Regions from separate parts of the Mus musculus genome. Here regions 1, 2, 3, 4 and 5 are each linked to region 6. The links are chromatin contacts, called in public ChIA-PET, Hi-C, HiChIP or PLAC-seq and promoter capture Hi-C maps. All regions are on one chromosome and are shown on one strand. Each heading gives the region's core, a stretch centred on a gene start, on an enhancer-like site or on the middle of the called end of the contact. The rest is flanking DNA. Distances are from core to core; before and after follow the strand shown. Region 1 has its middle 63 kb from the start of Fam76b. Region 2 holds the start of Panx1 (pannexin 1). Region 3 holds the start of Vstm5 (V-set and transmembrane domain containing 5). Region 4 overlaps Panx1 (pannexin 1). Region 5 holds the start of Taf1d (TATA-box binding protein associated factor, RNA polymerase I, D). Region 6 holds the start of Cwc15 (CWC15 spliceosome-associated protein).

The links. Promoter capture Hi-C pulls out the DNA fragments that hold promoters and counts their contacts. Hi-C and Micro-C count contacts between places; a contact is called where the count stands out from the background. ChIA-PET counts read pairs in DNA pulled down with a chosen protein or histone mark. HiChIP or PLAC-seq counts read pairs in DNA pulled down with a chosen protein or histone mark.
Region 1: a contact with region 6 is called in a Hi-C map of regulatory T cells, with 1.7 times the contacts expected there. The contact joins the enhancer-like site here to the promoter of Cwc15 in region 6. A contact is called at or near these places in 19 of 39 promoter capture datasets (the 3T3-L1 cell line, 3T3-L1-derived adipocytes, the C10 cell line and 12 more), 2 of 15 datasets of contacts at CTCF or cohesin (large pre-B cells and pro-B cells), 47 of 484 Hi-C or Micro-C datasets (3T3-L1-derived adipocytes, the AML12 cell line, the C2C12 cell line and 31 more), 24 of 115 datasets of contacts at active chromatin or transcription factors (the 230-238 cell line, the NIH/3T3 cell line, the SCID.adh cell line and 19 more) and 6 of 9 other capture datasets (adipose tissue, embryonic stem cells, embryonic tail and 3 more).
Region 2: a promoter capture Hi-C map of pre-B cells shows a contact between it and region 6, with 2.9 times the contacts expected there. The contact joins the promoter of Panx1 here to the promoter of Cwc15 in region 6. A contact is called at or near these places in 1 of 39 promoter capture datasets (pre-B cells), 1 of 115 datasets of contacts at active chromatin or transcription factors (effector CD8 T cells) and 2 of 9 other capture datasets (adipose tissue and liver).
Region 3: a contact with region 6 is called in an H3K4me3 HiChIP or PLAC-seq map of bone marrow-derived macrophages, with 5 times the contacts expected there. The contact joins the promoter of Vstm5 here to the promoter of Cwc15 in region 6. A contact is called at or near these places in 2 of 39 promoter capture datasets (hippocampal neurons and liver), 2 of 115 datasets of contacts at active chromatin or transcription factors (bone marrow-derived macrophages and embryonic stem cells) and 1 of 9 other capture datasets (adipose tissue).
Region 4: an RNA polymerase II ChIA-PET map of memory CD8 T cells shows a contact between it and region 6, with 184 read pairs. The contact joins the enhancer-like site here to the promoter of Cwc15 in region 6. A contact is called at or near these places in 3 of 39 promoter capture datasets (the 3T3-L1 cell line, hippocampal neurons and stem cell-derived epiblast-like cells), 32 of 484 Hi-C or Micro-C datasets (the C2C12 cell line, CD4 T cells, CD8 T cells and 22 more), 4 of 115 datasets of contacts at active chromatin or transcription factors (bone marrow-derived dendritic cells, effector CD8 T cells, large pre-B cells and 1 more) and 3 of 9 other capture datasets (adipose tissue, embryonic stem cells and liver).
Region 5: a contact with region 6 is called in an RNA polymerase II ChIA-PET map of memory CD8 T cells, with 47 read pairs. The contact joins the promoter of Taf1d here to the promoter of Cwc15 in region 6. A contact is called at or near these places in 6 of 39 promoter capture datasets (the C10 cell line, cranial neural crest, hippocampal neurons and 2 more), 3 of 484 Hi-C or Micro-C datasets (B cells, CD4 T cells and CD8 T cells), 5 of 115 datasets of contacts at active chromatin or transcription factors (astrocytes, effector CD8 T cells, memory CD8 T cells and 2 more) and 4 of 9 other capture datasets (adipose tissue, liver, macrophages and 1 more).

The regions. Positions count from the first base shown.
Region 1 is chr9:13,888,273-13,892,862 of GRCm38.p6, forward strand. No RefSeq gene overlaps it. Among named protein-coding and RNA genes, the nearest start is that of Fam76b, 63 kb to the left of the region's middle. Within about 2 kb of position 1,564, at least 26 of the 459 cell types and tissues checked have an H3K27ac peak or open chromatin away from gene starts, as enhancers often do. A contact at or near this core is called in the SCID.adh cell line, regulatory T cells and stem cell-derived neural stem cells, where this site is marked.
Region 2 is chr9:15,043,364-15,047,997 of GRCm38.p6, forward strand. Panx1 (pannexin 1) reads right to left here and starts at 2,115. Exons shown (of 5, transcript NM_019482.2): 1 at 1,494-2,115. The coding sequence starts at 1,674.
Region 3 is chr9:15,236,758-15,240,857 of GRCm38.p6, forward strand. Vstm5 (V-set and transmembrane domain containing 5) reads left to right here and starts at 2,288. Exons shown (of 4, transcript NM_026955.2): 1 at 2,288-2,601. The coding sequence starts at 2,514.
Region 4 is chr9:15,016,120-15,020,613 of GRCm38.p6, forward strand. All of the region lies in intron 2 of Panx1 (pannexin 1), which reads right to left. Among named protein-coding and RNA genes, the nearest start is that of Panx1, 27 kb to the right of the region's middle. Within about 2 kb of position 2,197, at least 138 of the 459 cell types and tissues checked have an H3K27ac peak or open chromatin away from gene starts, as enhancers often do. A contact at or near this core is called in the C2C12 cell line, CD8 T cells, Th1 cells and 10 more, where this site is marked.
Region 5 is chr9:15,303,977-15,308,421 of GRCm38.p6, forward strand. It overlaps Taf1d (TATA-box binding protein associated factor, RNA polymerase I, D), which reads left to right and starts at 2,238. Exons shown (of 7, transcript NM_029248.2): 1 at 2,238-2,307; 2 at 3,752-3,845. The coding sequence starts at 3,778. 4931406C07Rik (RIKEN cDNA 4931406C07 gene) reads right to left here and starts at 2,191. Exons shown (of 9, transcript NM_001199485.1): 1 at 2,061-2,191.
Region 6 is chr9:14,499,006-14,503,329 of GRCm38.p6, forward strand. It overlaps Cwc15 (CWC15 spliceosome-associated protein), which reads left to right and starts at 1,614. Exons shown (of 7, transcript NM_023153.3): 1 at 1,614-1,776; 2 at 2,911-3,049; 3 at 3,809-3,921. The coding sequence starts at 2,919. Kdm4d (lysine (K)-specific demethylase 4D) reads right to left here and starts at 1,477. Exons shown (of 2, transcript NM_173433.2): 1 at 1,103-1,477.

The DNA.
Region 1 (4,590 bases), core at 314-2,813, 610 kb before region 6:
AAATGATCTAATTCAGGACTGAAATCTGTAACATAAAACCCAACCCAGGGCCCACATTCTTAATCTCACTCCACCAGTCCCACAATGCTCTTCATGCTCTACTCCTGGATGTGCATGGGCTGAGTCCCATGGTACTCACACAGATGGCACCGTGCCGTGCTGTGCTGTGCTGAGTTCATGTAGTCCAGAGGCACTGATGGACACGAGGATTTCCCAATTCCGTGTTCAGGTGATGGCTTAAAGTTGGCACAATGGGAGAACTTACACCACAGAAAACAAACACTACACGCCAGGACTTTCCCCCTGCAAGAACTGGTTATTTAGAACTCCTCAGGATTCTGCTGTCTTGGTATGCTTTGTGTACGAAAAGATATGATGACTATCTGCTTCCAGATGGTCTCATGGGCTTTGTGGAGTGGTCTCCAAATGGTCTCTCATAAGGCTTTCATAGTGTTCACAGTAGGTACAGGAGGACATTTCCTGTGTGGAATTCAAGGAGATAAACCTATTAAAAGCAAATCCCTTCGTGCTGCCTTGGTGGTTCTTCCAGCTTCTACAAGTGGGCACATTTGCCATGAAGGGTGCGACTTGGCAGAGCCCCAGAGCTCTGGTACAGGGAAAGATGTACAGCTCTGGGGGTCGCAGCTTCACATCCTGCTCATTACTTCCTATTTGCCCTTGTTAATGCATCAGCTTCCCCCAACGCCATCTTTATTAGGAATATTGATGATCTAAGCCTGTGATGGCTCCCTTCCCTAGATCTTCAATAAGTGTTACCTTCATGTCCTTCCATGGATCCCTTCTGGGGACCAGATGTCACTGTCTAGGTGTATTTGTCTGTTCGTTCGTTTTCAGGTGAGAAGGATCTTATTCTTGTCTAAGTCCTGATATGTTTGTTGACTCTGAAAGATGTGGCTCAAGTCTGGAGAGCAGGAAAGTGTGCCAGACCTTTCTGAAAGGAACCCTAGCCAGTGCAAGCAAACCCAACAGCAACACACAGAAACACAGTAGAAACAGCCACATGCAACAGCCCGCAGATGTGGGCCCTGCAGCGAACCACAGTGTCCCGGGCTAAACCTAAAAACCCCAGGAGAGGTACACTGACAATATCGGACAGACTCAAATGTGGACTCCCATCTAGGTGGCTAAAACTTGTTAATTAGGAGGGAGGGGTGACGGTAAAGTAGAGCTCAGTTTATCTCTTTCTTAGCTGCTGTGTCCAGAGTCTCTTTCCTTTTGCTCTGTCACCCAAGCTTTCTCTTTTTTTCTTCCGATTGCCCTTTATCGCTTCTCTATGCGGTCAGGGGTAATGAAACTTGCCAGCTGCATCTGCCCTTGAATTCAGTCCCCAAGCATCCTCAGGAGCAGGTGTCTGGAGCAAAGAGACATTTAAAGCCTTCTGTCTTACTCCCTTCTCACGTTTGGAGGCTGCTTTTCTTCCTCTTCTTTGATCTCACAGTCTGAGACGCACAATAATTACAAATATTAGAGTTGGCGTAGGGCGGTCAGGATGCTTGGAGCTGACAAAGGGACTCTTGTACTGAGAGTAGCGGAGGGTGAGCAGTAGGTGGCGCTCTCTAGCCAGCAATGCCCGGTGGGATTGGACAGGTCAGAGTGCACCTTTGTTCTGGAAGCTTGAAGGGAGAAGCTTTTCAGCCCATCTACAGGAATGGCTAGATCTTGATTCCCGTCCTAATTTTACTTCTCTGAGCTATTTAGCATCTTCATGACGTGTTGAGGTCTGCAGAGCTGGGGGAAGCTGGGAAATGAACTGCCTAAAGATGTTACTAAAACTCATTTTAACTGCTGGAATTAATAGATGGATTGATATTCTGCCTGGATGTCAGGTCGGTGGTAATCTTTCAGAGAAAACGTTGTGCTGGTGTGGGAGCCTCCTCATCCTTCCACAGCACTTCATGTCGTGTGATCACTAAACTTTATGGTGATATATAAACAAATAGTCAACAACAACAGATCTTCTTAGGAAGTGTGAAAAAAAAGTCTATTTCTATTTGAGGAACCTTTGGAATGCTCAACGTAAGTGGGGCAGGTTTGCTTAGTGTCACTATGGCAACACGCTCCACACCTGCTTCCTGGCCCAGTAGAGGGCCAGCGCTTGGCTCAGGGCTTAGCTCTGGTTGGGAAATTGATCAATGTGGACTTGAAGGCTTCACCCCATTCCTATGCTATGCTCTAGAAAGGAGGATATTTCTCTATTCACAACCCTGACCCCCCCTCGCCTTGCCTACTATGGAGACCCTGGCAAAAATGTGGCCCTGTGATAACATGTCATTTACAGCCAGCAGATTCCCCCTTGTCTTAGGTATGGTTGCTGTGGAGAGACACCATGACCAAGGCAGTGTATATAAGAAAGCATTGACGTGAAAGCTTGCTCATGGTTTCAGAGGTCCCTATGATCATCACGGTGGGAAGCATGGTGGCAGGCAGGCAGGCAGGCAGGCAGGCAGGCAGGCAGGCAGGCATAGCACTGGTGCAGTAGCTGAGAGCTTACATTTGGCTCATAAGCACTTGGCAGAAAGAGAGGGGTTTGAAACTTCAAAGCCTCCCTACAACAAGGCCATGCCTCCCAGTCCTTCCTAAACAGTCCAACAGCTAGGAACTAAGCATTCAAATAGAAGACCTTACATTCTCATTCAAACCACCACACCTTATTTCTCTCCTCATACCGTGTGAATTATGCTGCTCTTCTCAGGAGGGACAGCATTCTGCTCCACTCTATTTGATTAAAGTGTCCCTCCACCTCCTCACCAACACAACCCTGCTTCATGAGTGCTGACTATCCCAGTTCATCTGGTACTGCTATGATCAAACAAACAAACAAACAAACAAATAAAACCCTGAAGTTCCTAATTACATTTTAGGATGTCCAATCACTCCACCCAGTTTTGGATTTATGAGATACACATGGCTTATCATAATTCCTTTCTAGCTTGTCTGAAGCAGTGGCCTCGTGGGGGTGGAGTAGAGGCCTAGAGCCAAAAGCACCAGTCATGGGGGCTAGCAAAGGAGAAGCTGTGAGACTGAGTCACACGTGCCTTCTCTGAAGTTGTATATCCCAATGCAACCTCTTAGGACCCTTCTGCAGGCTTGTGACCACTGGTATGTCCAGACAGGAAAACCCTGTGTCCTAACACTCTTGAATGCCTGTTGCTAGCATTCACCTGCTCAGACCAGCAGAATGTAAGCTACTGGAGTACAACAGTGCTGCTGTCTCAGTGAAGGCAGCATACACAGCTTCTAACCGAGCATTTGAAGGTCTTCCCACTGTGAGTCTGCTGTCAACTTGGGGCTGCTTCTCTATCTTTTTTTGTGTTCATGGAGAATATTTTTCACATAATTATGTAAATCTAGAGATAAGGTCCTGTCTTACCCTGGGGATGGGGTGAGGGTGTCACAGCCAGCATGTAACATAATCTCTCATATGAATAGCTGTTACTATGTTCCTAAAGGGCTACCAACACAAAGGAAGCAGGCAGTTTTGCTCAAAGCAATAAGCAAGAAAGGCAGAATAAGTCCCAGAAAATTGGTTTAGTCCCTGGTAACTGTGCTGGTTATACTTCTCCTTGAAAATTACTAACAGGAATCTACTTTAAGGGGTAGATTGCTTTGCTTTGTGTTCAAAGGGACACCGTCCATCATAGCCAGGATGGTGTGGTGAAAGGGATTATGAGCTGGGTGCTCGCATTGCACCTGCAGTCAGGAAGCAGAAGCAGAGCAGTAAGCGGAGCCTGGCTAGGAAGCCTCAGGAGCAAGCCCAGTGAAGCACTCCTCCAGCTGGCTCCACCTCCTAACGGTTCCACAACCTTCCAAGACAGCGCCACCTGCTGGGGACCAAGGATTCAAACACACATGCCTGGGAGGCACATTGCGCTTTCCTTCCATCATTGATCTTTCACTGCTGTGCTAGCTGGCTTCTGGATACACTGGTGGATGGGTCAGTGAGTTTTCTTCTTCTGTTCCCCACCCAGTAACCAAGCTGCATCAGCTTCCTCAAGTTCTCCCTTTCCCCTCTCCCTCTGAAGACTAGGCTTAAAATAGAAGTTGTCAGAACTGTGTAGGCTCAGGGCTTAGAGCTCAAAATGAACCTGGATCACATGGCCTTGGAAGGGCTAACCACAGAAGTAGGGTGAGAGTTTGCTGAGCTCTAAGATGCACTTGTCATCAAAGCACTATTATTTGGAAAAGCCACAGCTTAAAGTTCTGTGATACTCTTTCTGTCTCTGTCTCTTTGTCTCTATCTCTCTCTGTCTCTCTCAGTCTTTGTGTCTCTGTCTCTCTCTGTCTTTCTCTCTCTCTCTGTGTGTGTGTGTGTGCTGTGTGTGGTATGTATATGTGTGGTATATGTATATATGTGATGTGTATCTGTGTGTTGAAAGGGCTCCTTCACCATCTCTTAAAGACTCACCAAGACTCCCAGCTTTTTTGTCATCCAATACATACTTATTATTATGTATTGAATTAACTTGAAGTGACAGATAGCTATTTTATTAGACTATCACTGTGAATCAATCATATTAAAATGCTGCTGGCTTGATCGATTTGATTCCTTCAAACTTTGGGTCCTCTTCA
Region 2 (4,634 bases), core at 865-3,364, 540 kb after region 6:
CACAGGGACATTTATTCTTGGGGACTTGATGCCTGGCATCTGGTTCAGTCCACAGCTAGAAGGCAGAAACTATCATTGGGACCTGGTTTTCCTTTCATCCCAAGAACCAGGAACATAGAAAACTAACTTTGCACCATTACTTCAGCAACTTTCTGCCACCCTGACCAACTCAGCCATACATGGTACAGACTACACACGCCAGGCCTTTCCTAACCAAGCTTACCTCAATTCCAGGTCCCACCAGCCTGCTCATGCAGGAATACCCTCTTCTCTCCAAGGTCTGTTAGAATCTAGGTGCCAAGCAGCTTTCTGTAGCCCCTCCCTCATCCCTCAGGGGACCCATCTTCCTTCCTCCGCTCACCCCTCATCCATGCAGAAGCCCTCTCACCTGCATGCCCCAGGGCAGGTCCAGCTCTCCCCTCCTCCTACATCCAGAAGCCCCTCCTACATCCAGAAGCCCCTCCTACATCCAGAAGCCCCTCCTACATCCAGAAGCCCCTCCTACATCCAGAAGCCCCTCCTACATCCAGAAGCCCCTCCTACATCCAGAAGCCCCTCCTACATCCAGAAGCTATGTGCCCTCACTATGACTCACTGAATGCTGCTGTCAGCCTGTCTGTCAACAGCCTCCCAATCCCAGGTGAGTGAGCATGTGCTTTCTGTAGTAATCTGACCCAGGCCCATATACCCTCAGCTTCCCAGAGGAAGCCCTCTACTCTTGGCTGACACAGCGCTTTGAGCTTCCTTTCGGGGAACATGTAAGTCTCATCTCAAAATCTTGAACAGTCTCATCTGGGGCTACCCACACCTGACACAGGTGTTCCTCCAGGTCCTGCCCCACCTGCTATGCTACTTAGCTGCAATTCACACCCTCACTCAGGTTATAAAAGTTAGGATAAATAGGACCACTCACTCTGCATCATGATCTTGCCCACAACGCTAGCCTTTGGAATTGCACTAAACTATTAGGGCGAAATGAGAGCTTATATGAAGGGGATTGGGTCATTTCTTCATCTTTCATTCATTGCAAGGCTTAGGTTGAGGACGTCTCCTGCCTCCAGGGGCAGTTAATCCCCAGCACACATAACCCTAAGACAGAACTCAAGTATCATTTAAAGGCAAGACAGTGAAACAGCACCCTGTATGTGGAACGCTTGTCTTTACATCCTCCCTGGACCCACTCAGGAAATTATAGGTGACTGTACAATTACTGGAGAGAGGAGTAGGGAGAGCAGTTTTTGGCACGTCTCGCAGCAACAGGCTGAATGTAACTCCAAGCCACAATAATGAGGCGCAGGAGACAAAGGAACTGGAAAGAGGATACTAGGAAAGTCAACAGAGGTACCCAGGTTACACATGGACGAATAATGCTTCAGAATCGCTACATTAGGAGGGGCGTGCGGAAATGCCAGCTGCGTGCGGTGAAATTTCTCAGCAACCAACCTCAGACAATGCCAGCCTAGCCCAGACTGCCCCTGCGCCCCTGGCCTCACCGATGGAGATCTCCTGAGCGAAGGCCAGCGAGATGAGCAGCAGAGGTAGACCCACGGCAATACATGTGACCATCTTGTCCACCGCCAGCTCCAGTCGCAGCCCCTTGAACTTGGGCTCGGTGGGCTCCTTCAGCAAGAAGTCCGAGAACACATACTCCGTGGCCAAGTGGGCGATGGCCATGGTCAAGGCGCACCGGGTGCCGCGGGACGGGCAGCCGAGGGCAGGCGCCGGTGCTGCCGGCAGCCGGGGCGAGACGCCGAATCCGCGCGGTCACCGACCGGGCGCGCGGCTTCCGCTTTCCCTTCCCGGGCTCCCGGGCGGGCCCAGCATTGTACCGCCTTGGCTGTCGCTGCACCTACCCCGCAGGGACCGCACGGGAGCTGCAGCTGCCTGGGACCGCCCCAAGCAACGCAGGGTGCACGAGCCCCGGAGCTCCGGCGGTAGCAATCACTCCCGTGCTAAGCCCCCGCGGGCCCGGCGCGCGCGACACCAGGACTCCCTCCGGCCACTCCGAGCGCGCAGGGGCAACAACGTGCCGGGAACAAAGCTCTTCGCTACAGCTGCCCGCGCCCGCCCTGCGCGCTCGGCTACAGAACCGAGCTCTTCCGGAACCTACGCGGGGAAAACCGGGTTCCCAGGGGCGAGCAGTTTCCGGAAGCGCGCTGACGCGGGCGAGGTGGGCGCGGCTGCACAAGACCCTAGAGCCGTGTGTGTGTGGTTTTGCACTCCTTTCTGCTGACAGCCTCCCTCCCCGGAGCACGAGCTAGCCCCTTTCTAAGCCTTGTCCACCATTGAGAGCGTTGATGCTGAAGATGAACCAATGTCTTGTGCAACTCTGCACGCTAGACAAGCGCTTCAACCACAGCGCCACACTCCAGGGTGCAATCCGGGTTCTGTTCAAAACAAAACAACAACAACAACAACAACAAAAAAAAAAACCTTCAAAAACAACGGGTGTCAGAAAAAGGTCGAGATAATCTTGCGGTGATGACCGAAAGTATATTGTAGAGAGGGCCTGCATCTTTCCAGAGTTCTGTAAGGGGAGGGCATGCCCAGCCCTTTGCCCTTTCCTCTACCTTCCTGTCTAAAGCAGTAGTCATGGTTCCTGAGGCGCCAACTGCTGTGTATGTGGTGTTGGTGAGCTCCTTCTGAATACCTCACCTACAGTAGACAATGAAGCATCCAAGAAATGTTCCAACCATTTACGGCAAACGGCCTTGGAAGGTGAATGTGCCAAGCATAGACGCCTTCCCTGGGCTGTGTACATCAGCGGGGTCTGAGTAGGGTAACTCCAAGGCCCACATACTGGACCTCTAAAGACCATCAGAGACCTTCGCAGTCCTGTGCTGACAATGCTTCACACAATCCTTTCTCAGACCTCAACTACTGTCTTCTACCTTTCCCAAACCATTGTTGTTGGTGCTGGCACCCAAAGTAGAAGCCGGGTACTCCATTTTTAGAGTTTCCATCACTCTTGACAGCTGTGCCAACCAATTCTGAATTGATGTGCTTCTCTTTTCTAAATATGGCAGACTTGACCGTTCCCCACCTGCACAGCCAGCAACCAGCACCCAATTTACCCACCCATCCCTAACTGCTTACAGGAAGGCATCCTCCAGACCCTCCTAATCTTTCTCCAGATGGCTATGGAGTGCTGGGAGATAAAAGTGGTACTTGCATGCTTTAATTAATTTTACTCAGACGGTCCTAAGTGAATCTCTTTCACCTTGAGTGGTTTTTAAGTGACCCAGTTCCCACTCCTGTCTGTTCCTCGAAAGGCATGTGGCATGGGATTGAGGTGACACTGGGTTTCACAGCCTGAGGGGACGAGTCTGTTTGGGGCAGGCAGAACTGTCCTGAGTATTTTCTAGGAACCAGTAAGTCACACACGCAGTTTCTCTTCTCTTTCTGCCAAGATCAACTCATCCAAGAGGAGAAATGGCCCCTTTGAGAAGCCTCGCATGACCCCTCCCCTAGTTGGGATGAGTCAGGCACTCTCTTGGTGCCCCCAGTTCTCTAACACCCAGCTCACTCTGGGCCGGGCCGGTGATAGTGGGTTGCGTATCTGTTCAGTGATCACACATGGACTTCTGAGGCTCTCGGTTGGGTCTCGCAGTAGTTTTATAAACTTCCCCCACCCTGGCAGTTTTGTTCGTTCATTAAAACATCAGTCAAAGACTGATGAGCTTAAGAGAGAATAAAGAGAAGCTGTTGGGAACTGGGAAGAAGAGACGCCTGGCACTGGTGTGGGGTCAATGATGGAAGGTGGGGCCGGAGCATAGTCTGAACTTGTAGGGAGTGGCAGAGGGAAGTGCTGTACAGAGTTGGGCTTTAAAGCCCTTGCTCTTCAACAGTGTGTGGAGGGGCGTGGAAGGAGAGCTGAAGCAATGAGGCTTCCAAGGTGTGCAGGAGAAGTAAAGAAAGCCTCCGACCGATGGTAGAAACAAATGGGTACAAGAGCTGGGTATGAGAGCTGAGGGAACCATTTTCCTTACTCAAAAAAAATCAGACAAAAAAAAAAAAAATCTCTGGCTTGAGCCAACATTCCTGGGAGGAAAACAGAAGGTAAAAGCCATGAGCCCAGTGCCTAAGTTCGTTTCTTAAGCCTCGGTCTGTCACCCAAATAAGGATGGTTCGATAGGGTCCCCTCAGATTGTTCTTAGAATCCAACGGAATACCAGAGGAGTGTAGTGACACACATTGGCAGTCCCAGCACTTGAGAGGTAAAGACAGGAGGCCCAGAGCTCAAGGTCACTTATGGCTACACACTGAATTTTGGGCATCCTGGGCTACATAAGACTATCAAATAAGGGTGTGTTATTTTATTAACAACATTTCCTGAATTGTACACCATTCCCATTAATAATCTCAGGACTCTAACACGTCAAGTGAAAGCATGGCCAAAGTGTTTTACTTTATTTTTCAAAATAGACCCTAGGTTTTAGTGTAAAGTTTGTCTCTGTGTGGAAAGCAGAGGTCTATGTGAGCAATATTCCTCTATCACTCCCCAGCTTATTTTATTTTACTTTCTCTCTCTTTCTTTCTTTCTTTCTTTCTTTCTTTCTTTCTTTCTTTCTTTTTTTTTCGAGACAGGGTTTCTCTGTGTAGCCCTGGCTGTCCTGGAACTTACTCTGTAGACC
Region 3 (4,100 bases), core at 1,038-3,537, 740 kb after region 6:
CGTCATTAATTATCATTTCCGTGCTGTGCAGTAAGTAGATGTCTTGAATATATTCCCCCTAATTGTAATGTCCTGTCTTTCAACCAACATTAGCTTTATGTCACAGAAATCCAGTTCAAGCTACTGGGGAAAGTGAGAGTTCAAACCCCAGAGCACACACTGTATCTGCTTCTCTCCCTGGGTCCCGGCCCAGTTTGTCTCATCTTAGCTTCATTCTTTTGACTTTTAAAATATTTTTATTTTTGAAAGAGAGCCTTGCTACGTAGCCCAGGCTAGCCTCAAACTTGGTTTCCTTCTTCCTCAGCTTCTTAATTCACCATACCTGACTTAGCTTCATTATGAGTCCAGGACTTCTTGTGTGACAGGCATGGGTGGTAATACCTGTAGGTTCATGTCCTCTGCTTTAGCAATCCCAGCAATGGCCACATGCCACTCCCAGGGAGTCCCCAATGGTCTCATCTTTTTACCCATGAGCCAATGATAGCCAATAAAGAGGACACTGTGAGTGCAGTTCCAGGGTAGACCATTCTTGTTCTCACCAGAATGTGTGTGTGATGGTTAAAATGACCAACTTAATGGTTCTAGAGTCACCTGGGAAAGACGTCCTTTGGCACACCTGTGAGAGATTATCTAAATCTGGTTAATTGGGGTAGGAAGGCCTACGTTAACTTTGAGGGACACCATCCCGTGGGTGAGAATCCTGTACTAAACAGAAAGGAGAATGCAAGCTGAGCCCCAGCATTCATCCCACCCAGAGTCTTACTGCAGATACAACCCCCCCCAAGAGCCAGATCACAGTAGGGCGTGCTACATCCCATGGTCTCCTGGGAGAGCATGCTACACACCGCTGTCTCCTGGCACTTCCTGTCTTTCTGTTCCTCCATCCTCACCTAGCGAGATTTGTCCTCACTTGAAATTTCACGAAATATGTCAAGAGCTCCAGATCTAAGGAGAAGGAATGTCTTCGAGGCAGGAGGAGAGCTGTGAAGCGTTTCCTGGAAAGACTACTTCTCTCCAGCTCAGAACAATGAGTGTATTAAGGTTACATTAGCAAGGGTCAGGAACATGGGTGATTCCAGCGGCTGCATTACAGAGAAGCCCAGCCCAGCCCATCACTGGGGCTCCCTCTACAACTTGCAGCTCTGTGGAAGAGTCTCCTCTCCCTGGCAATGGCATACTCCAAGAGTTCTCTAAGTGCCCTAGTGCCCTGAATCCTTTGAGTGGCTTGTGCTTTGTGAGCTGCCTCCTCCTTTCAGGAAAGAGTGTCTCAGCTGGAAGGAAACGGCTACACAGCAAGCAGCCACCGCCCTTTCTATCCTTTCCCCAGGAAAGCAGAATCTTTTCCAGAGCCGCCCTCCCGAGTAGACTTCCCTTTTAAGTATCACTGCTGTTTGCTCGGAATCTTATTCCCTAGTAAGAAGATCTAGCTCTGACGAAGTAAACCATACTGCCACAACTAGCTTGGGCCAGTTTTAGTTTCCCCGACTTCCACATCTTTACACATCACCACATCCCCCTTTGAGTCCAGCTGCTTTGAGTCTTACAGCATCCTGGTTCTTCATTTAACAGCAGACTATATAGCAGTTGGTCATTGTTTGCAGGCCCCACCCCTTGCTAGGATTCCTAAAGTACCTAGTCACTCCTGAGGATTCCAGAGTGCTGAGATTACAGGAGGGCCACCTCTAGGGGCTCTGCAAATCAGTGTGGTTGTGTCTCTAAGTGTAGCTCAGGCATCATTCCAACACTGTCCTGTGGTGGAACGCCCACCTGAGCCAGGTCCCAGACAGAACGCAGCTTTCAGAATCCTTTCCTGGCTGGCTGAGTAACTGGCCGGATGGATGGATAGTCGGACGGATGGACGGACGGACGGACGGATGGATGGATGGACGGACGGACGGACGGACGGACGGATGGATGGATGGATGGATGGATGGATGGATGGAGCATAACTGCATCTACTCCACAGAGCCAGCCTGAGTCACCCTATCTGTTTCCCCTCACTCCTCACACCCCAGGCTGTCACTTGGCTTTCCTAAAAGCCTCCCACTTGCCCATGAAGTCCTCAAATTGTCTTTTTGGACCCTTGAACAGCAGCTAGCACTAGCCCTCCCCCCAGTCACCTCCCTGCACTGAACCTTGAATTGATAAAGTGGGTGTGACCCTCAGGAAATTGCTCATTATTTGCCATTAGTGCCTCTGAGTGCGTGCCTTCCCATTACCCCATATCTTTGCATATTTATAGTCCTCCGTTCTTTCACTCCTCCCTCCCTCTTCCCTTCCTCCTTTCTTCCCTCTGTCCTGGGAACTGGTTGAACCAGAGTACAACCTGCTCATCTGCCTCTGGCGGAGCAGCTGCAGGAGCTGAGACGTGCTGAGTTGCAAGCAGAGCAGCAGAGCCAAGGCTTGGGAGGCTAGGCTGGCGCGCTACGCTGCGGGGCGCTGCTGAGGGCGAGCATTGGACCGGCCACCTCCCCGAGGCCCATGCGGGGTTCTATACAGCCCGCGGCTCGCTCATGAGACCACTGCGGTGCGGGGAGAGGACCCAAGGCATCCCGCTGGGGCTGCTCGCGTTCTGGGTGACTGCTGCCCGCTGTCTGCAGAGTAAGTGCCTGATTGGGAGACCTCGTAGGTGGGAGCAACATGGAGGGTGGGAAGAACATCGCTGGAAGGAACGTCCCCTATGGTGCTGTCGGGAGGCCAAGGTGATGCGGGCTAGTCTCATTTCACCGCCTCTAAGCTGGCGGGGCGCAGCTGGAGAGTCCTAGGCCGAGCCAAGGCTCTCTCAGTGCTCTGGGCCGCTGTGGCTGCTGCTGTCAAAGCAGGAAGCCGTCCTGGAGATAACTCGCTCCCTGCCGGGCCCTGGCCTCCTGGGCAGCAATTTTTATTTTCTTTCTGAAAATAACCAGGCTGCAAACCCCAGGGTGCTCACTGTCACTCTCTGGTGGTAGACCCTCCTTGGGTTTCCTGGGTCCTATGGATCTCCCTTAACATGCAGCAGACTTCCAGGTAGCCTGGGGCTCAGGAAAAGAGGTCGTGGGGTTCACTGGAGCATGAGACCAGAGAAGGTGCCCTGTGAGGCAGCACTAGAATGGTGAGTCAGAATGTGGTACACATTGAACATCATCTATAGACACGAAAGATTATAGTGCAATTCTCTTCTTGTTCAAGGACTAACATTATTACCATTACCATCTTATGGGTCAGTTCATGGAGGTTTAGAGAAGCCAGAGACGGGTGGCTGGAGTTAAGAGGGCTGGTGGGGAAAGCAGATCTTCATCAAGCGCCTTTGTTCACAGATTCTTGGGATCCACAAACTTCCTAACCATTTAGCCCATATGAAATGAGAGCCTCTTTTTCTGTGTTCTACAAGTGCTGCAACTGAGGCACGGGAAGGCAACACTGCTCAGGGAAGGTGACTACCTACCTAGCGTGCGGTGAAGCCAAGGCTCAAACAGCTTCTAGGTCTTTTCTTGGAGACCAGCCTTTGTATTTGTAAGACTCAGTAAGACTGGGCTGAGATGGCTGGGCTGTGGCTTCTGCCGCTGGGGGGCCTGGACTTAGCCCCTTGTTAATCCATCAGGTAGGAATCTTGACAGTGATCTTTCCCGTTGTTTTCCCAAGTACAAGTTTCTTGTCACCATTCTTGCTCTTGGTACAGCCGTCTGTCTGTGATGTTCAGAGGGTAATATCCAGAGCCTGACTTCTCCCTGCAGGAAGCAGGCCACAGTAGGATACAGTGGTTAACAATTTTTCCTTTGACGTGGCCTTTGAAGGAGGTAGGTGCTGCCTTCTGGGAACACTTAGAACCCAGATTTGGGAAACCAGAGGACTCTCTGCAAAGGAACCCACACTTACCTGGTCCTAGCAGTTAGATGGGAGCCACCATGACAGTGTGACATGTAAGCCTGAGGAGTAGGTGAAAGTCTGTGTCACCTGGTGACTGTCTCCTGCCCGGCTGTCACCAGGCAGGTCAGTACTGTCCGCTCTGATGAGCCCTGAGTCTGCCCCTCTCCAACCAGGAGCAGCTCTTCCCAAATGCCGAGTGGGTGTGAGCCTGCTTGGAGGGGGCCTGTGCTGGAGGCCAACCCAGCAATGTGGAG
Region 4 (4,494 bases), core at 947-3,446, 520 kb after region 6:
GTAAGCTGAACAACAGGAATTAAGCACGATTAGTCACTCAAAAAAGTGACTTAAAAAGACTGTTCTGAGGAAAGGGGTTTTGTAATCTGAAAATTCTCCCATTTCTTCTATTTAAAGCTATATAAGATCATCCTATTGCATTGTTATTTAACATGTAAATTGTACCACTATAACATATGTTTACTGTTTTTTTAAGTTTTAGATTAAACATATTTCTATATTTTATTTTTACAAGGCAAAAAACTGAAAAACATTCCGTGTGGGAATATAGCAGCTATGATTACTGATTTGTGCCCAACTCCAAAGCCACAGCTTTATGTCCAGTTGGCATGGGCTACTTCTCTAGTTAGGGAACAATCTTGGAAAAGTATATATTTTAGATTTACCTAATTTTTAATTATGTCTATGTGTGTGAGAGTGTGTGTATTAGGTATGTGTGGGGGTCGGATCCCCTGGAACAGGAGGTACAGGCAGGGGTGGATGCTAAAACTAAGAGCCTCAGAGACCAAGGTCCTCTGCAGACCAGAGCCTGCTCTTAAACAGTGAGCCATCTTGACTGTAAGCCCTGCTCATTTCCGGGACTCTCACAATCAAATCCCACACACTGCAAGGCCGTGGACAATGAGTCTTTTCTCTGACTGTTCTGTAGGCCAGTCCTACAGAACTCCCTCCGAAGGCCCTGGGGAGGCCACCTCCCCCACAAGTGTCCCCACATTCTCTCCCCTTGACGTGTGTCTATGTGCAATTTTTCTCCTCGTAAGAGGACACCATCAGCTCCAGGGTTGGTCCTCATAACTCACGACTGAATCTCTAACAAACTGTTCAACTCAAGTCATACTCTCAGTATACAGGGTTAAGATGGCAACATAATCTTGGGTGACAAAATTCAACCCCTGCCACCACACCCATGTCCTTCATCTTGGTCTCTGCCCCAGAATAGCCCTGGAAGCATCTGGCTCACCCTACTGTACTGACAAGCTTATATGTACAGGATAATCTGCCCTTTACTCCTGCCTCTCAGTGCCACTGCTCCCCAGAGTCTGTCCTCAGTAGCTTTGACTGTCAGCTTGACACAGCCTATAGTCACCTGGTGGGGAGCCTCGGATGAATTCACTTAGAGTGGCCTGGAGGTGTGTCTCAGGGGCAGGGGCTGTCACTATTACTAACTGATAGGAGGAAGTAGCCTATTGCAGGCAGCACCACTCCCTGGGCAGCTGGTGCTGAGCTGTGTAAGAAAGCTAGGTAAGTATGAGCCTGAGTGTGAACCAGAGTGTGAGCCAGAATGTGAGCCTGAGTGCGAGCCCGAGTGCGAGCCTCAGTGAGAGCCTAAGTGCGAGCCAGAGTGAGAGCCTGAGTGCGAGCATGAGTGCGAGCCAGAGTGCGAGTCTGAGTGAGAGCCTGAGTGTGAGCCTAAGTGCAAGCCTGAGTGCGAGCCTGAGTGTGGGCCTGAGTGTGAGCCTGAGTGAGAGCCTGAGTGTGAGCCTAAGTGCAAGCCTGAGTGCGAGCCTGAGTGTGAGCCAGAGTGTGGGCCTGAGTGTGAGCCTGAGTGTGAGCCAGAGTGTGGGCCTGAGTGCAAGCCAGAGTGTGAGCCAGAGTGTGGGCCTGAGTGCAAGCCAGAGTGTGAGCCAGAGTGTGAGCCTGAGTGTGAGCCAGCAAGCAATGTTCCTGGTCTCTGCCCTCATTTCCTTCAGTGGTGGATTACGACCTGCACATGAACCACATGAACCCTTTCCTCTCCATGTTGCTTTTCCTCAGTATCTTATCACAGGGACAGAAAGGAACTAAAGAGACACCATCCCTTCTACACCCTCGGTCTCACAGCTTCCACACATCACCCTGACAGGTGCCCCGAGTGGGCGCCACCAGACTAGACTGCTGTTCCTCAGACAGTGTGAGCCTGCACACCAGTGTGCCATTGTGGGGATTTCTACTCAGACCTGCAATTCCATGTCTAGTTTAGTTTCATTTCTGTTGCTGTGATAAAATACTTGGACAAATTTAATTTATAGGAGAAGTGGCTTATGTCAGCGCCCCAGACACCTGGCATGCTACCCCAGTGGTTGGTCAGCTGCTACCACAACACATAAGCATAAACACAGTGCCTGTCTTCCTGGGGTAGCTTTAACAGTGACTGTGTGGCTTTCAAGATCTCTTGGTGTCACCTTGTGATTGGCTGTGTGGTATCAAGCCCTGTGTGCTGTCGGCACGTTCCCTTCTCAGAAGCGCCCACATCCTTCCGCTTCTGTCCTGACCAGAGCCTTCCCTGAGCCTGACTGGTGGTCTCCACGCCTCTCCTCTCTGACACACTAGGCTCTCCCTGCTCCCCTCCTGCCGACCAGAACCCACCTCTGTAACTGGCGAGGCTTCCCCTGCCTCTCCTCTCACCACTAACCACCACCACGACTTGGCTCTGAGGACAGACTCTTAGAACCAAGCATACTGCCAGGCCCACGCAGCGGCTCCCACTGGTCCAGCATTTGCCATATGCCTGTTTGGCAGTCACAGATCCTACTCTCCATAACCCTGCTTCCATTCCACTGTGCCGTGGCCACCCTGCTTCCCAACAGGACGAAGCATCTCCGGGAAGTGCCTCACCCCACACTCCCAAGGCCAGTGGTTCTCAACCTTCCTGATGCTGCGACCAGTTTTACAGTTCCTCATGCCATGGTGACCTCCAACCATAAAATTATTTTGTTCCTACTGCATAACTGTTATGTGGCTACTGTTATGAATCATAATGTAAATATCTGCTATGCGACTCCCCCACAGGTTGAGAAGTGCTGCCCTAGGCAGTCCTGCTGGGTTGTTAGCTCAGCATCTCCATGTGGTCTCCAGCCTCTCAGCCACCTCGTTCTCGTGACTCACGGGACACAGTCTTCCTGGTCACACCCTTCCCTCCTGTCCACCCAGCTGTGTGTAAGGAAGGCACATTTTCTGAGAAGAACAGAGCCAGGTTTTTTGTTTCTGTTTTACCAATCACTACTTCTATACACTCACTCTTCACCCACAACCACCTGGCTGTCGCTTCACTAAAGCCCTGCAGCGGGAGCACTGAGGAATAACAGATCCAGTGAGTTGGGCTCCACTCGGAGAACAGCTGAGGGACAGGAGAACTCACGGCTCTGTCCCTGGGTTTCTGGGAAAACCATGCTTTATCTTTTCTGTCTCTCTTTCTAATTCAGTTCACCACCAGGGAGAATCTGAGAATCTGAGACGCATTCTGTGGCCCACTGCTGCCAAGCAGAGCATGAGGGCCCTCGATCAACATCAGCTAAAAGGAACTCCATGTCGCTGTCTGCAGCTAGGAAACCTGATTCCTCCAGCTCCCTGAGACAACCTCCATGTATCTCAGTTCCTCGAGCCCACTGGTAGTAGTGATGGGTCTGATCAAGACCTCCTACGGACATGTTTCTGTTGTGAGTTTTCTCTGGATTTTCCTCATTTGTGGTATGTCATATGTGTATAAATGCCAAACACCCTGCATAAAGAGCCAAAGAAAGCACACGGGTGATGCTCTAGACGATGTCCCTTTCCTCCAAGGGGGGGACTCAGCTTCACTCTGGCAAACATGTAACTTAGAGACATCGTCAATGTCCAAGTAGTCTCATTGTCCAGGCTCTGAAATGACTCAGACCAGTACTCTAGTCCCTGAAATGACTCAGACCAGTACTCTAACCTCTGGGAGGGAGGGAGGGAGGGAGGGAGGGAGGGAGGGAGGGAGGGAGGGAGCCCCTTACTCCCAGCTAAGCCTGAGGGTTGACCAGGCAGGTTTCTTCACTTTCTGTCCCCAGTCCTAGAGCCTGGTAAGAGCTGGGATACTCAGAACCGCCATAGCAAATGAGCTCAGCTCCAGAAAGAGCCTCAGACGCTCATCCCAGCAGGTCCCCTTGACTTGCAGACCTGGGTTCTGTTTGTGCAGCCCCAGACTACTCTATGACCCCAACATCTGGAAAAAAAAAACAAAAACAACTGAGGGTTTCTCTTGCTCCAGTGGTCTTGTGGCAGCTCAGGTCCCTGCCAACCCTTACCTTAAGCAATCCCTGCTACAATCTGAGGCTCAGCCAATGCCAACTCAGACTGGCCACAACTTGGCATTTCCACAATGACAATTTAACATGGACTTAAAACTACAGCAGCACAGACCGAGATTTACAAGGCTTCCTGTTTTCTGCAAGCGTCCACCTGTGCTGAAGGTCCTTACAAGATGATATGCTGACACACAAGGCCGACAAGAACCCACTCTGCACGCAGGCTGCACATTAAAGGGGAAAGGCCAACCCAGGCATCACGTGGTACCTCCACGTCAAATGTGCATGGAGTCTTGTAAGAGAAGAAGGCCGACTGGGTGTCCAGACGCAGTTACAGTAGCAGAGGATATGCAGTCAGCTCTAGCCCTGCAGAAGATGCACATCTGTGTTTTCAGTAGATTAGTATCAGATGAGACAAATGTTCTGGTTGGTTTTTACAAGGGGCAAAAGAACCAGTAGGACAGGC
Region 5 (4,445 bases), core at 988-3,487, 810 kb after region 6:
TCCAGAGATATTGCCTAGTATACAGACATGCCCAATCTGCTCAATGAGCAGTGTGTTAATCCAATGCTGATTGCTTGATTTTACTTTATTTTTTGTTGAGATAAGGTTCACTATATGGCCCAGGCTAGTCTGGTACTGTGCTCTTCCTGTTTGGATCCCTTGAGTGCTGGGCCAGTTCGATGTATGTACTACCACACCCAGTCTTAGTATAGCTCAGTATATAGTGAGGAAAATGAAAGCACTTTAGATGATTATACTTGTAGTAGAATAATAGGAATAATAGGAATTCAAATTAGAGTAACACCCCCCTTTTGGAGACAAGATTTTTCTGTCTAGTCCTGTCTGTCCTGTAGAACTCATTCTGTAGACCAGGCTGGCCTCGAACTCACAGAGTACTGGGATTAAAGGCATGTGCTACCACCGCCCAGCAATATCCCTAATTTTATACTTTCTACTTTCTTAAAAGAAAATCAGTTTGTTTTATATTCCTACCAAAATAGAGACAAAGTCTAACCATGGGACTCTCCAGACCGAATAACTGGTTTAGAAATGTACGTTTGTGTAGATGACGGCAGGGGAGAACACGTGTGTGCAGAGGTTGGAGTTGGAATTAGGAGCCAAAGGGAATGGTTTCCATCGATAGTCAGAGCTGCTCCAGCACAGCTTCCAGCCAGATGAAGGCAGATATTTACTTTCCTGATGTAAGTGGTGGGAGCCAATGGCTCAGACACAGGGTAGAGAAACGTGCAGGGGGAGAAACGACACGGAAAGCAACAGGCTAACGGTGACAATCATGCTGAGTGTCATGATTAAGGCCATCCTGTATTCAGAAATTGTCAGGCCCTTTAAAGTCCCTCAAAATTCTCAAATCCATGACAGACATATTGTACTTCTTACTGTACAGAAAAGGAAACAAAATTTATTCAAGATCATTCAGTTGTTACATGGCAGAAACAGGATTCAAAAGCAGGTTCAAGCCAGGCATGGTGGTGCACATGTTTAGCTCCAGCACTGGAGGCAGAGGGCTGTAAAGGCAAGAGGTTCTCTGTGAGGTTAAAGCCAGCCTGGTTTACAAATCAAGTTCCAGGATCGTCAGGGCTACATAAAGAGACATGTGTCAAACAACAGCAGCAACAACAACAAACTCAAAGGCAGGTCTGTAAATCCAGAATGCACCCCACCCTAAGCTGAATCAGCAGTGAAGAAATGGCCCCTTTGGCTGACACCAGGAAGACTTCAGAATAATCCTGCAGCACCAGGAGAAGTGCCCATCTTCCACCTAGAGGGGACTTCTCTCTTCCAAATATATTGCACACAATATATTGCTAATTATTAGGTACTTATGATATACCACACTTTTACGATATACTAGACTAGTAGGGTTCAAGCACAAGGCTGGCTTTACAGCTTTGCAAATAGTTCATTCAGTCACATAGGACCCTATATTCATACTGATCTAACCACACACACAGGTCTTTGTTTGCTTTTTTTGTTTTTATTTTTTTTTCTCCGTGGTGCCATGTACACTAGGCAAGCTCTCTATAATCCAGTTATATCTCTAGGCCAACAACTTTACATTTGAAATGTGTTTGTCTATGAGAACTCAAGGGATAGTAATATCTGCCCTCTCACCACAGATCTTGTCACGCACTCAATAAGGTGTTTGTAATGTTCCCTTACAACTTAGTCCTAGTGGACCTGCATGGGTGCAAAGCCAGAGTCAATGCTGCAGGATTCCACAGACTGTTGGACAGTGTGTGCAGGGGTCAAAAAGTAGAAGGTGCCGGGCGTGGTGGCGCACGCCTTTAATCCCAGCACTCGGGAGGCAGAGGCAGGTGGATTTCTGAGTTCGAGGCCAGCCGGGTCTACAAAGTGCCTTCCAGGACAGCCAGGGCTACACAGAGAAGCCCTGTCTCGAAAACCAAAAAAAAAAAAAAAAAAAAGTAGGAGGCAAGTGAGGACACAGGGACAGTACAGAAATCCATAACACATGCCACCCTTAGTCTGACAGAGAGCTTGGCACACTGCGGGCTCAGTCACCACAACAAATCGACGCTCACCTGGCCCGCAGTGTCCTCCCACTTGCAGGAAGGCCTTCTTTCCACTCAGGTTCGAACACAGGTTTAGTCTCCTGCCAGTCTTTTCTGATAGCTCTAGGCCAAGGGAGAGCCGGGGTACCGCCCCTCCCGGAGGCCCGCCCACCACACGCACAGCCACGCCCACCAACGTGTACTCACGCGAGATTTCGTCCTTGTCCTAGTCCGGCTGCTGGGCGCCGGGAGCGCTCTTTTCGACGCGGCGGAAGAGGTAAGCGGTTGTTCACTGTGGCCGCTCAGGTCTGCTGCGGGCGACGGGGCCGCAGGGCGGGGTTCTTTGGGCTGCGGTCCGCGCGGAAACGGCGCTCTTGTAGGGCCAGAGCAGCGGGCCGGAATCCCGCCATCCGCAGGCCGCACGAGGCTCCGGGTCGCTGTTGGGAGAGGCCGAGGTGTTCTGGGCCTGGAGGGCGTTTTTAGTGCCGTGTAAGGGGTCGCGTGCTGCCTGCGCACATCTCTTAGGTTACGTTCCGAAAGGGTCTTGCAGCGGGCCCACGGCGCATAGTCGACGCAGCTCACCACGTGGCCTCCAAAGCTTGTAGTCTCGGAACTGTAAAGTAGCGTACAGGTGGGAGTGATTCCTAGGAATTATCTTTGATTTACTCACAGGCATATCGTTGGGGCGACCGGGTCAACCTTAAATTTCAGTTTTGGTGGGTTAATTTAAAAAAGCAATTCATGTAGCGGGCATTTTGCAATCTAAGGTCGTAGTCACCCTGTTTTTCTTATCCTCGAAAGTTGTGATTATTTTTAGTTCTAGGATTTTGTGTAGCCTAGGAAAACTGTAGTCTTTTCTCCTTTAGTACATATGGCCGTTTTGCCTGCCTAATATTTCTACACCACGTGCACGCAGTGCTCACAGAGCCCAGAAGAGGACATCGAATCTCTTAGGACTGCTTACAGCTATTTTTAGGCTGGCATGTGAGTTCTGGGAGTCTCATCTTAGTCCATTGACAGTATTCTATTCATTTCTTTTTTGGGGGGGGAGGTTTCGAGACAGGGTTTCTCTTTATAGCCCTGGCTGTCCAGGAACTCACTTTTTAGACCAGGCTGGCCTCGAACTCAGAAATCCTGCCTCTGCCTCCCGAGTGCTGGGATTAAAGGCGTGCGCCACCACGCCCGGCCATTGACAGTATACTTAACTGCTAGGCTATCGTCTCAGCCATAATCTAAAGGTTCTTTTACACGTTGTTAGGATTACAGGCCTGTGACCATTTGATCAGTAGTGATTTTTGAGCCACTATCGCCATATCCCAACTACCCGAACTCTGTTTCAGTGTCGAGTTCGCAGCCCAGATTGGAATTAGAAATGCTACTGTGAGGCTAGGTGGTGGTTAAAGCCATGTCGGGTTTTGGGGGTAGATTTAGTGAGAAAACAAACTGCATTGGAATGTGGCTTCTTGTTTTCACTCACATATTTAAAGAAAACTATGCCATATGTGTGAGGGTACTCTGGAAGACAAAAGATCACTAACAGGGAGCTGGAGTTAACAGGAGATTGTGAGCAACCCGATGTGGATACTGGAAACAAGCCCACTCAGAGGCTTTAAAGTAGATATAAAATGTACTATCCATAGGGATTTTACAGAAATTCACACAGTGGGAAGGAGTATGCTGAACTTAGACTGCTGGTACATCATTGAAATCTGTGATTGCAGAAAATTGGGAAAGGCCGCGAAAAGTGATGGCTCAATCAGAAGTGAATTCTGTCTGTGTGGCATCGGATAGAGCTGGAGATACTGGAGACCAAAGGTAAGGTAGCTTTTGTGGGTAAACTAGAGATTCAGTCCAAATGTTCAATTTATTTTTGAGACATCTCAGTAGATAGAGCCATGGCTGCCCTCACCCAGGTAATCCTGCCCATCTACCTCTCAAGAGTTGGGATTAAAGGCATGTTACCACACCCTGCACTCCAGCAAGTTATTTGTAATGCTTGTACTTAAAATAGATAGAGAGAACCTCAATTAGCATTTATATTAGCTTGACAGTTTGATTAAAACTGTATAATTCTACCAACCTGAACATGTAGGAATGGAACATAGTTTATTTTTTCCAAGAAAACTACATTTGGGGGGCTAGTTCTGGTTTTATTGGCCCATTTTTGTTTAGTAGGTAGATAGTGGAAGCTTTAGTGATTAAGTGGTGCTTTTGAAAGTTAAAACTGAACATTTTAACCAACTGTCTTGTTTTAGATATAATAGTAAGTACTAGTGGTTAACTGGTACTGAATCTATTCTAAAATGCTGGGTATGATTTTAGGGGGTTGATCTTTGAAGAAATGCACTTTGAAATTTTAACATGGTTTTTAGGTTTGTCATGCTTTTGTCTGGTGTTCTAAGGGCAGTAAAGGCT
Region 6 (4,324 bases), core at 364-2,863:
AGTTCAGCATTATGGAAATATAGAACTGGGTGCCATAAAGACACTTTTGCAAGGGAGGAAGTGGGGACCAGTAGAGATGTCAGGGGAAACCTCACAGAGGAAGCAGCACTAAGCTATGCCCTGAAGAACCGAGTTACAGGTGTCTTGGAGGCAGAGGTGAAGAACACAGTCCCAAGTCTTTAAAAACAGATGAATGCATGCCTGAACTTAAGTTGAAAGCCAGCCTGGGCTGCACTGTAAGAGCTTGGCTCAAAACTCAAATGAAACAATGGAATCCTGCCTTGTTGAAAGAAACAGAAATGTCCAGTTGAGTGTATCTTGAGTGTGGTGTGCCTGTGACTAAAGGCAGGCAGGAGGCAGACTGTGTAAGTAAAAGCAAGAGGCTGTTTTATCCTAAGTGTCAAAACCACTACCTGGTAATCTGAAAAAATCACTCTGTTTGTGCAAAACTAGGAAAGTCCCTATGAAAGCAATTACAAATCAAGAGGAAATGACAGTGGCCTGAAGGAGTGTGGTGACAAGCAAAGGAACTTCAGGGTAATTTTCACAATACTGGACAAGAGTGGCAGGTGAACAGGATGTGACGAGGGAAGGAAGAGGGTCTCCATCTTTGGGTTTGAGTCACTAATGTGAAAGCGGTGTCCTTTGTGTGAGGCTCAGGGCAAAAATATGAAGCTTTCACCTTCTACTTGGGGAGCGGGCACATTCGGGAGGGAGTGGGTTCTTTTCTAATTCTCTTTCTTCATTTAAAAGTTCCAAAGGAAGGACAGAAAAGAACGGAAATGTTCAATTTTAGGAGACCCTTCCACTTGAGATAAACTGGAGAACAGAATCCTCTTTACCGAGCATCGGCCGTCCCCAAGATCTCAATGATGGGGCACAAGACAACGTTGGCGAAGCCATCTTAATCCCATCTCGTGCTCCTCCTGGCAGTTAGGCCCACTGCTCCATAAATTGTCACTATCGTAAACGCTCACAAGCATCTCCCCTCACGCTACAACGCTTAATGCATATAGCTATATATCTATATATTTATATATCTTAACAAGCAATGCGACTATAACCCTTGCCTTCAAGGCTAGTGGTTTCGCAGGAATGGTACCTTTGGAAAGCTCGTGGCTGCCCCCGTACTTATTTGCGCCTTCTTCATATCCACTTAAGTGACAACTCTAGTCCCTAGGCTGCGGGGTCTACTGAGGAGCAGGAGCCGTTGGGTCGGTCAGTTGGCAAGCTCTCCTCACATCTCTCTTGCGAGACGCGGACCGGCTCCTGGCGCCTCCGTCCTCGCAGAACCGCAGCGAACGAGTCTGGGAGGGGGTCGGGAAAGGAAAAGACGCAAGAGAGATTAAGTAATTGGTTCGCAAAGGAAAAAAGATGATATTTGGGGTCGACTATGAAGCACCGGTTTCAAACGCCCGCCCCCTAAGCTGCCTTGGCTCCGCCCCTAGGCAACGTCATTCCATCTTTTTCCCGTGTCTTTGCTGATTGGTCACTGCGTCAGCCTGTGAGAGACGGTTTAAAAAAAAAAAAAAAAAAAACACACACACAACTCCGGAATTGCTTCCGGGTGTGGAGTTCGCATCTTCTCCACAGCCATTGGAAGTGCGAAGGTTTTGCTTCCGGGTCTCAACCGAGCCCCTGGTGTAAAAACTGGAAGCTCTGCATTTTGTTTCCGGTCTTGGGCCTGGCGCCCCCGGCGCCGAGATTTCTGGGAGCTAAGGGTCGCATTGGTTCATGAGTGAGTTTCGGAAGGTGCTGCGTAGGACCCCCGCCAGAGTGAGCAGCCGGGCATGGTGGTTTGTGGTTCTTGTGTGGGTGGCACCGGGGAGCCGAGTCGCCGCCGCAGCCCGTGACGATCGTACAGGCCGCGGTGCAGGGATGGTGGTCCGGAGCTGAAGCCGAGCCCGGGGCGGTCACCGGTGCAGCGCCTCAGACACTGAGAAAAGCAAAGGAGGGTGGGATGGGGAGAAACTCCCACTTCACACACGATCTGTGTGAGCAGCTGCTTAAGCTAACGGAGATTTAGTAGCCCTGCAGTTAGGCTGCAATTCTTATTTGACAGCTAAAAATGGCAAAGGTTCTCTTGTAGCCTAGGCTAGCTTCGAACTCCCGATTCTTTTGCTTTCACCTCCCAAGCTCTGGAATCACAGGAGTACCCCCATCATACCCAGTTCAGGATGGGTTCTTGATACTTGGTTGGGTGGAGTTCCGATTTTCTGAGCATCGCGGAAGTTACAGCCTTGATAAATGTTGTGGTAACTGCTTTAGAAGAAAATTGAGTCAACAAGATTCTGGGGTAATGGTTGCCCATGTAAATGTCACTGGGGACTTTAAACAAATTTTAACATAATAAGTTTGACTGTGACTTTAAAAGAAATTTGTTTTTTATTGGGTTCTTTGCTGTAGTGTGAGGTTTCTGGTAGAACAGCAAATCTTGGCCGGACAGTTACATTGTGAGATCCTATAATTAAAAAAAAAAAAAAAAAAGAATAAATTTTTTTTAAAAAAGAATAAAATAAAATCTCAGAGAAGCTAGTGCTAGTGGGATAACATTTTTTTAAGTCATTTATTTTAAAAGCTACACTACACTGTTGTGCAAGATCTGACATCATGTATGGGAATCTCATAATACTATAGAAATGTCGGCATTCCACAAATGACAGAAACGAGCTAGAAGACTTGCCCAGGGCTACCCAGCCAGAACAGAAGCACTAACTCAGATCTTCATAGTAGTTATTTATACTGAATAAGAGTTGCCTAGTAAACACCCTGAGTTTCATAATTCGGATTTTTAGGAACTTGTGTTGAAGCAAACTAAGCAATTTTGGGGAGTTTGAGAAGGATTTAAGAATAGATATTTTTGAGTTATCTGTAAAATGAAAGTATAACTTAAATTCACTTTTGCCGAAGACTAAAAGATGACAACAGCAGCCAGGCCAACTTTTGAACCTGCAAGAGGTGGGAGAGGAAAAGGAGAAGGGGATTTGAGCCAGCTCTCCAAGCAGTATTCAAGCAGAGATCTTCCCTCTCATACAAAGATAAAGTACAGGTAAGAAGGCCTTCATTTGTCTTGTTCACAGAATGGGACCAAGCCTCTCTCTATATATATGTATGTATATATATGACTTATGGTCATGTCTAAATTATAGTATTTAGGTTACTGATCTCCAAAGAGAAGTATTTCAAAAAAGTTTACAATAAAATTACGCCCTACAGGTAAAGTTGCTAGACAGTCTTCCAGCATAAGTTCCTTTGAACCAGGAATTGCTATGTGTAGATGAAGCACTCATTAGTCATGATAATCACATCAGAGAAGACGGAGCTGTAGTGAATATGGAAGTGTTGCTCTAACAGCCCTTGAATTGGTGGACTGTTTTAAAAAGCCGAAGACATGGGTTAGAGAGATTTCTCAGCAGTTAAGAGCACTGCTCTTCCAGAGGTCCAGAGTTCAATTCCTAGCAACCAGATGGTGGCTCACAACCATCGGAGGGGTCTGATGTCCTCTTCTGGTGTGTCTAAAGAGAGCAATGGTGTAGTCATATACATAAAATAAATAAATCTTTTTTTTTAAAAGCCAAAGACATTCTGTTGTAGGCAATTGTGTGCTTTAGTTTGTTGTTCTAGTGATAAGGAACACTACGAGTGTATTAACCCTCAGATTGGGATATTGTCTTATCTTCTTCCTTTTTGTTGTTGACAGACAGTTACATTCTGGATTGTCTTAAATTGTTGAAGCTATATAGGTTCTTTTCCTTGACAAGTGAGGCCAACATTTTTGACGTGTTTTGTTTTGTTTTTCCTACTTAAGACAAACCACACAGGATGCCCCTGAAGAGGTTCGAAACCGTGACTTCAGGAGAGAACTGGAAGAGAGAGAGAGAGCTGCTGCAAGGGACAAAAACAGGGACCGCCCAACTCGAGGTACCCGTACTGTCCGTCATGTCTGTCTCAGTTGTGTGCAGAAACTGTGTGTATCCTGGTAATTGGAAATAAGTAGCATTTTTGTGAGCTGTATCTCTTTGATGAATGATTAGAGATGAGAATGAGGTTTGTTCCAGTCCCATGCATTGATACTATCATGCATTGATACTAGGCCTTCTGTCTGGGACACCGAATGTAATTGAAGAGTTTTGAGAGAAGCATCAGTTATCCTTTTTGTGTTTCTACTACATGTGAGCATTGGGTAGGTCTCCTAAGATGCTGTGATCTGCATTCTCACTAATTCATTTCGTGTAAACCAACAAATATTTATCAAAGACTTACTTGCCAGTCACAGGGTGGATCCCGGGTGTCACTATGCTTTGTGTGGATTCTTTTTGCCCAA